Linked DNA regions of Mus musculus: all the other regions are linked to region 3. The links are chromatin contacts, called in public HiChIP or PLAC-seq maps. All regions are on one chromosome and are shown on one strand. Each heading gives the region's core, a stretch centred on a gene start, on an enhancer-like site or on the middle of the called end of the contact. The rest is flanking DNA. Distances are from core to core; before and after follow the strand shown. Region 1 has its middle 160 kb from the start of Fbxl17. Region 2 has its middle 180 kb from the start of Fbxl17. Region 3 has its middle 14 kb from the start of Fer.

The links. HiChIP or PLAC-seq counts read pairs in DNA pulled down with a chosen protein or histone mark.
Region 1: a contact with region 3 is called in a CTCF HiChIP or PLAC-seq map of the NIH/3T3 cell line, with 11 read pairs. The contact joins two enhancer-like sites. A contact is called at or near these places in 1 of 15 datasets of contacts at CTCF or cohesin (the NIH/3T3 cell line) and 1 of 115 datasets of contacts at active chromatin or transcription factors (fibro-adipogenic progenitors).
Region 2: a CTCF HiChIP or PLAC-seq map of the NIH/3T3 cell line shows a contact between it and region 3, with 9 read pairs. The contact joins two enhancer-like sites. A contact is called at or near these places in 1 of 15 datasets of contacts at CTCF or cohesin (the NIH/3T3 cell line), 2 of 484 Hi-C or Micro-C datasets (granulosa cells and nephron progenitors) and 1 of 115 datasets of contacts at active chromatin or transcription factors (embryonic stem cells).

Annotation. Positions count from the first base shown.
Region 1 is chr17:63,659,624-63,662,323 of GRCm38.p6, reverse strand. No RefSeq gene overlaps it. Among named protein-coding and RNA genes, the nearest start is that of Fbxl17, 160 kb to the right of the region's middle. Within about 2 kb of position 1,338, at least 75 of the 459 cell types and tissues checked have an H3K27ac peak or open chromatin away from gene starts, as enhancers often do. A contact at or near this core is called in the NIH/3T3 cell line and fibro-adipogenic progenitors, where this site is marked.
Region 2 is chr17:63,677,005-63,679,728 of GRCm38.p6, reverse strand. No RefSeq gene overlaps it. Among named protein-coding and RNA genes, the nearest start is that of Fbxl17, 180 kb to the right of the region's middle. Within about 2 kb of position 1,293, at least 51 of the 459 cell types and tissues checked have an H3K27ac peak or open chromatin away from gene starts, as enhancers often do. A contact at or near this core is called in the NIH/3T3 cell line and granulosa cells, where this site is marked.
Region 3 is chr17:63,848,330-63,851,029 of GRCm38.p6, reverse strand. No RefSeq gene overlaps it. Among named protein-coding and RNA genes, the nearest start is that of Fer, 14 kb to the left of the region's middle. Within about 2 kb of position 1,274, at least 303 of the 459 cell types and tissues checked have an H3K27ac peak or open chromatin away from gene starts, as enhancers often do. A contact at or near this core is called in the NIH/3T3 cell line, fibro-adipogenic progenitors and granulosa cells, where this site is marked.

The sequences.
Region 1 (2,700 bases), core at 89-2,588, 190 kb after region 3:
AGTCTTCGGTTTCATGAATTTATTATTATTTTTTTGTGGTTTTAAAATAGAGAATGACAGCATATGCTTAATTGTTTCAAAAAAGAGAAACAGCTAGGATGTTTTCCCCTCATTAGAACACAGACAGGAAAGGCAGCTTGCTTGCAGGGAAGCAGCAAGATGCTGAAGAAATGAAGGGGTGGGGCTGCGGAATCAGCCCTGAATTGGTTAGGTCAGGCTTAGGAAGAAGGGATAATTCGGAATTGGTTAACTAGTACAGACATGAGGAGGTCTGATTGTAGTAAAGTAGTGTTTTACTGTACTGGTACACGCAACTAGAACCCTGCGTGTTGGCTAGTTTTATATCAACCTGACATAACTAAAATTATCCAAAAGGAGAGAACCTCAGTTGAGAAATTCCCTCCATAAAGCCAGGCTGTGGACAAGCCTGGAGAAATTCTTCTTAACTAAGGAGTCATGTGGGAGGGACCAGCCCTCTGGGGGTGGGGCCACTTCCGGACTGGTCATCCTGGGTGCTGTTAGAAAGCAGACGGAGCCGGCCATGAGGAGTAAGCCAGTGGAGGATGGAGTGAGCAGCAGACTGCCTGTGAGTTGAATGGGCCTCAGTATGTGTTTCCCAAGCCCCTTCCCTGAAAGGTCATCTTGGCCACAGCTCTGTGGGTTAACATCTGCATACAGCTGCCATCTCCTGCCCACATACATCTAGTCATTGGGCGATCCTAGTATCTCATTAACACTATTAACAGAATTAACATTAATACTAAGTCCTCTAGTTATTCTACTTGATAATTCTATTTCTCTAATTAGGGTTTAAACGTATTATTTTTCATCACACTTTGCGTGTGTAGGGGGCAAGGCAAGAGTGTGCGCATATGACTGCAGTACCAAGGGCGGCCAGATGAGGATGTCATATACCCTGGAGAAGGAGTTACTGGTACTTGTGAGCTGCCCAACGTGGGTACTACGAACTAAACTCGGGTCCTCTGGAAGAACAGTTTGTTCTCTTAACAACTGAACCCTTTCTCCAGCAGCCCCGCCAAGTTCTTGATGTAATTCTGGCTGATACAACTGTAAGGGTATTTTTGGTGTAAGCTGAGGCTAAGAAAAGAAGGAAGGAATTATGCTGATGTAGTCAGCTATACTTTTCAAAAACATTTACTTAGGCTGCAAAAGGAAAGAGAAATGGTAACGGATGCGGAATGGATGTGGGTGGGTGGATCAGTTACAAAACTTGGTCAGTCGCCCAGAAAAGACTAATAGTATTTGTCATGAACTAGACGAGGACATTAGGAAGATTGCTCCCAGATTTCCAGCTTGTATAACAGGAAGAGGCAACATCTGCAACATGTAGAACACTGGAGAGAACTGGGGCTTCCAAGTGTAGGCGAACGAATAGTGAGTAGTCCAACTAGCTTGGCTCCAAGGACGTTTGATATGAAAAGTCCCTGGGAAAAGCAAGACCATGGGATGTAGTCAGCTGGACTTATGAGTCTTGGAAGAAAGGTTTGGAAGATGTAAGTTCCTGAGACATGGTCAACAACAGTGCCTCAGAGGGAGGTGTAGGAATGGTACTTGAGCAATCCCATTGTTTTGTTACTAGACAGAGGAGAGGTACAAAAAGAAGTGTCAAAACTAAAAGGTCAGTGGGCTGGGTAGTGGTGGCACACAGCACTTGGGAGGCAGAGGCAGGCGGATTTCTGAGTTTGAGGACAGCCTGGTCTACAGAGTGAGTTCCAGGACAGCCAGGGCTACACAGAGAAACCCTGTCTCAGAAAACCAAAAAAAAAAAGAAAAGAAGAAGAAAGAAAAGGCAGAGAAAACACATAGAACCCAGCTATTAACACAGTGCATTGTCTCGTGTAAATATCTGACAGATGAGGAGTATATTTCCAACATGCACACTTCCTTCTCCTACTGATGACAAATCATGTTTTCTCTGCGATTTTCAGAACCCACAGACATGGCTAGATGGTGTTGGGTTTTGAGAGCCTTGGTTTGTATCCTGACATCACCTTCAACCTGTTATGTGGCCTTGGCAAGTTGCCTAACCCCTCTTACTGGTAGAATGGGAACAGAATGTTTACTCTACATTTGTGAAAGTTAGACACAATGATGTAAAGTATGCAGCAGAATATGTAGCTGGGCAGAATACTATGGAAATATTAGGGAATAGCACTGAGAGCAACACAAAACAGAACACAAGTGTGTGAGGGTCTAACGAAGAAAGAGGACACACCTTATTTTGCAGAAATAAGCAAGTAAGGGAAGATCAGACTTCTGTTTCAACCACTGTTCAGTTGCCGTGAAGAGATGCCATGACCACAGCAACCATCGTAAGAGAAAACATTTAATCAGGACATGCTTATAGTTTCAGAGGTTCAGTCCATGGTGGCATGCAGGCTGACATGGCACTGAATAAGGAGCTGAGAGTTTTACTTCCAGATATGCAGGTAGCAGGAAGAGAATGACACTGGGCCTGAACTTGTGCTTTTGAAACCCCAAAACTCACCCCCCAGTGACACACCTCCTCCAACAAGGACACACCTCCCAATCCTTCTCAAGGAGTCTCTCTCCTAGATGACTAAGCATTCAAGAATATGAGCCTATTGGGGGCCATTTTTAGTCAAACCACCACAATCAGGGTGGGGACAACCAAGGACCCTCCATCCCAGGATCCTTGCCAGCTTTCCACCCACCCTG
Region 2 (2,724 bases), core at 44-2,543, 170 kb after region 3:
GTAAATAATAGGTTCTCTGTACCTATAGCCTCAGTTGGCAAGAAAAGCACTAGTCTGGGGAGTGGAGGGATTGGTTCTTTTTAAATATTTTTAAATCCTTCAAAGTTAGCATACTTACCTGGGGACTATACATGAAGGTTTGATGGAAACTCCAATTTCATACTAGTCCCTTCTGGTGAACAGCTTCAGGAATCAATCCCTGGATTTTCAAGTAGAAATATATCTATTCCCCAAGTTCAGTCTACTTCATAGATGGTACTAGAGTTATCTTTTCAGAAGGGGACTGTTAAGGTAACCTTGAACAGTTCCATTAGGGAGAGCTCATTTCTCCTGCTCAAAAATCTGCCCTTATCTTCAGGTGGACGCCTAACATTCAACCTTCTCAAAGTACAAGGGTTAATCCAGCTGGGCCTGTCCGTCATCTGTGCAGGGCCCACTCTCCCAAGTCCCACAGCCAGTGATGGGGCAGCGCTGGATAGACGTCCTCTCTAGTGACCCCGGGGCCAGCCCTCCCAGTTACTACAGGTCACGGTGAGGGGGAGGGGAAAGAGCATCACAACGCACCCATGCCATCTCACCGCAGACAAGTGCCCTCACCCTTGGGGCTGGTTCACCTGCAATCCCTCCACCAGGGCCAGCTCTACTGTGCTGACTGGCGAGGCTCAGGGCCCATTCTCCCGAGAGCCGCCAGCAATGAGAGATGGAGCCAGCTCTCCAGAACAAAACATCCAGTGAGGGACGAGGCCATTCTCTCTGGCACCCCTGGCACCTCTTGAAACTTTCCCAGGTTCTCAATGCACATAGTGGTCAAGGCTCTAGACCCAACACAGGGAACAACAGCACATAGGGATCTTCTCTCTATGCTGTATGGTCTCCATAGATGGCCTGCCTGCCGAAATCTGCTTTGAACAGATCTTCTTCAGTTTCACTAATCTCTTCACTGTGAGAGTGAAGGGAGTTGGTTAGCGGCAAGGGGTAGGATTTTCCCCTTTATCACTATATACTTTAGCCCCTACTCTTGCCAGAAAGGTAGTGGTAAGTCCCCAAGCTTAGACCCTTGTTACTAAATTTCAAAGTCTGGGCCTTTAAGTAGACAGAGCAGGACCTAACATCTTTTGTGGTAACAGCAAGAGAGTCTCTCAAATCCCACAAAGATGTAGTCATCTTTCCTAGTATAACAAACATCTGATCTTTGTGAGTTTCATAACCAATTGCAGATGCAGCTGGGGGTTTTCCACTACATTCTTCGAGATTCTCCCTGTCAACTTTTTAGCAAGTGATGTCATCACTAAGGGCCTCCAGGGAGCAGAGGGATTGCATGTGTCTTGAGTCTGTGTCCAGATTACAATGGTGTATATAAATCACATTACAGTATTTGAAAATATGTGACTCGTTATTTTCTTTGGACCACTGAAGTGCAGCATTTAAAAAGTCCAAATTAAAATTTTTGGTTTATTTCCCAGACTAGAGCTCATTGTATCCAGAGATTTATGAGTTCCTTCAGAGAGATAAGACCCAACTTCATTCCACTCATAAGAAGAAAAATAACCACTGTAGATACCCCGTGGCTTCTATCTCCTGTAGCAAGCTTCCTGTCTCCAAATTCCTAAGGATTGAGAGGACAAATAAACAGAGGATCTTGGGTGGACAGGGGAGAATATCACAGCAGGATGGGGAACATGCTTCACCAGACAACTGAAAAATAAAAATAAAAAAGAGGGAATAGAAACAAAATCTCCCAGATAGTGTTTGATGTTTTCATACGTAATACAAATATGAAGAACATGTTAGTGGCATGTATCATGAATCAGTTTAAGGCATTATTGTCACAGGCACTTGACTGCAGTAAGAACTACAATGTACATTTATAATGAGTAAATGTCATCTTTTGTGCTGTCCACCAAGTCCTCTTAAGAGATCCCTGTGAGAAGGGGAGGGACCCCAAATGGCATGATCAAGGTGGGACATAAAATCACAGCAGGACAAGTCACCAGTGTTTAAGAGGGGTTAGCGTGCTTGGCCTTGATCTGAACAAAATAAAGTGAATGAAACTTCCCAGGAAATATTTCTGGAGTACACTGAGGCCAACTGTTTGGTTGGACAATACTCTAGTCAAGTGTTGCGCTAGAACACATGAGACGGGTACACAGATCTGAGTCTAGTGAGACAATCTAGGCAGTGCTTGGAGCAGGATTTAAGTATCAGAAGCAAAGCATTGATTACTCTCCATTGTTGAATTTTCAAGGTGTCAATCAACTCCTAACAATGGTAATGGTTTTTTTTTTAATTTAACATTAAGTTTATTTATTTATTTGTTTATTTATTTGTTTGTTTATTATTTGTGTGCATGTGTTGGATGCGGGCGAGTGTGTGGGAGTTCAGAGGACAGTTTATGGCAGTCCACTTTTCTCCTTCCATAGCGTGGATCCTGGGAATTGAACTCTGGCCAGCTGCCTTGGCAGTGAGTGCTTTTACCCACGGAGCCACCTTGCAGGCCCCAAAGTAGCTTTTATTCTGGTGCCTGCGCTCCACTTCCACTCCACAGCAAAGCAGAGTAGGATCTGAAGAGTTGTAACAGTCTACCCAGAAGACGATTCTCTAGACGCTTCTTTGACCAGCTTTTGAAGCTGTGATTTGGGGCAACCATGATGAAAGCAAGCTGGAGCGGCCCTCAGAGACTGTAAATCAGGGGCAACCATCCCTGCAGTAGGGAAGTGCGGTACC
Region 3 (2,700 bases), core at 25-2,524:
ATTTCGGATGTAGAACTCTTGGCTCCTTTTCCAGATCCCTTGCTACCTGTGTGCCACCGTGCTTCCTACTACCACGATAATGAACTCAACCTCTGAACTGTAAGCCAGCTCCAGTTAAATGTTTTCCTTCTTAAGAGTTGAGTTGCTGTGGTCATGGTGTCTCTTCACAGCAATAGAAATCCTAACTAAGACAGTGTTCTGAAGAAATAATCATGTCTTTCAGTCTATCTGACTGATCAAGTGATAGACCATCCCTATGCATAGAAGAGGCTTTTCCCTAGGAATCTCATATTGGAAGAAGGGAAAGGCACCAGCCAGAAGGGAAACCTGATTTTACACAGTTCCATTAACTTGTCCTACCACCTTACAGGATAGGCCTGAAGCTCAAGCACTGACAGCTCAATTGTGTGGGAAGTCACGCTGTGACCTGGTAAGCTAGGTGGACCAAAAGTGGACTTGGTAAACTCTCTGGATCTCTTTCCCTCTTCCCAATGTGGCCATGTTGAATACATCTTTTTTTTTTTTTTTTTTCCCTGCCTTCCACTTTTATTTTGGCTCTTTTAATTAGCTTATTGAGGACGAGTGGCTGGACCATACTTGAGGCTCTGGTGGTGACGCTACAGGTTCAATAGCACTGTCTTTAAAGTTTGTAATGCTGACCCCACCCCCAGTCTTTTCCGTAGCCATGCAATTATAAAGCTCTGAATTAACGGAGGAGGCCATTGGGCAGGCAGTAGAGCTAATGTTTACCTCCTCGAAAGCCTGTTGGGTTTCTATAGAGGTAAAACGGAAGCCCCAATCCCACACCCTACCCACGACTTAGGAAACTGTGGTTAGGTGCAGCTTTCACATCTCTCTCTATATGAAGGCGGCTACAGCGAGAGTCTGAGCCCGAAATCAAGGCATACAAGAAATCAGTTGAAAATAATAAGAGGGGTGTGTGTGTGTGTGTGTGTGTGTGTGTGTGTGTGTGTGTGTGTGTGTTTTGTTTTTCCCATGCAGCAAAAGGTAGAATTTTAGGGACACAACTGATCAAGTTCTCTGAGATTTTATTTTATTTTTTAGAAGTCAACACTTAGCAGGGGTAGCCAGTACAGGAACAAGATCTCAAGACAGGGTGTTCTGCTGCACCACACCAGATCCCAGGACCAAGACTGTCTAAGGCATCGCACAGACCCAGGCCAGACCCCGCCCAAAGAGGCCGGCCCAGCCCTAAGCAGCGAGAGCAGAAACCCTTTAGCGTCCTAGAGCGGCCATAGCGTGGTGCGGAAATGGGCGGAGCATCTCCGTGGCCTGGTCCAAGCATGCTCAGTGCCCTGACTCGGCTGGTGGGTCGGGAGTCTCCACACCCGGACCGGGATTCTAACGCGTGGACACAGTGCTGTCCACGCCCGCACAGTGCTAGCCGCACCCCGGCCCGGAGTGTCCTTTTCCCCTGCAGAAACCAGATTCATTCTGCACCGAGCTGAGCCCGCGGCAATGGGAAAGGGACAGGGCTGGCTCCCTGACCCAGAACTGCGTCTGGAGGGGCCGTCAGACATTTGCCTTAATTTTCCAGTCTGCAGTATCAGTGATGAGTATTTCCCAAAGTATTGCCAGAATTGAGAAAATGAATGAGAATACCAGGAACTTGGTTTTGAGCCTGACATTGTTAAACTGGAATTTATCGATAATACTTGCAGGCTCAGGAGATAAACACTCACCCCTGCATCATCCAACTCCGGAGGCGGTCACTGACTTCCTCAGTGGAGGATGAAATGCTGGTTGGAGTTCGAAAGAGCAAATGGACTCTAAACAACTACAAAAGCAGTATTTTTAATCACAAGGTCAAGTGCTTAAAACAGGGAGACCCTTAAAGAAAGAGGATAGAGAGTAGAAAGTGAAAAAATAAAATAAAATAAAAGCTTCCCCAAAATATAATTTCAGCTGTGATACGACGAAACCAATGAGAAATAACAAGTATGAGAACTCAAGCGGGAAGGTGTATTAGTAAATACAGTGAGACTCCAGTCTGTGGACAGTGGCAACCAATCCTCCTTCGCTGTGTTAAGCAATATGTAGGAGAGTCCCTAACGTGATCAAAACGGATATCTGAAACCCTATAGTAAAGTACCATTGTCTGCCGTCTCTCATTGCTTCCAACGTAAAGTGCACGTGGCTAATTTGTGTGGAATGATCCCTAGGAGACCAAGGTTCCTTACGAATTCTGCCTCCCCACCTGATGCAGCCTTCTCTGCGTTCATTGCGCCATCTCCTTTGGGACGCCTATATTATTCATGTCAATCGACAAGCAGCTGAAAAACATTGCACATTATGAAGCAACTTTGGTTTTTATTTAGCACATGGATTCGTGATATCCTAATTATCTTCATAATTGTAGAATGTGTTTATTCTTTAACCACTCCCTGTAAGCACAACTGAGTAATACTGTTATTATAAACATTTGCAATTTAAGTAAAGATAGGATTGTGAGTTACAAGAATCTTTGCCCTTTGCTTTCATTTGAGACTTTTTCCCTGTTCCTATGTTCTCATCTCTACCTGCCCAGAAGGCATTGGAGAACCATCGGATGGCAGATGGATGAAGGCTGAATCACTCTTGTTCTATCTCCTACTTTCCTGACTTAAAGTAGATTTTATAAACATTTTTAAAAAATTTTAAAACTTTGCATCTTTTTGAGACAGCATCTCTTGTAGCTCA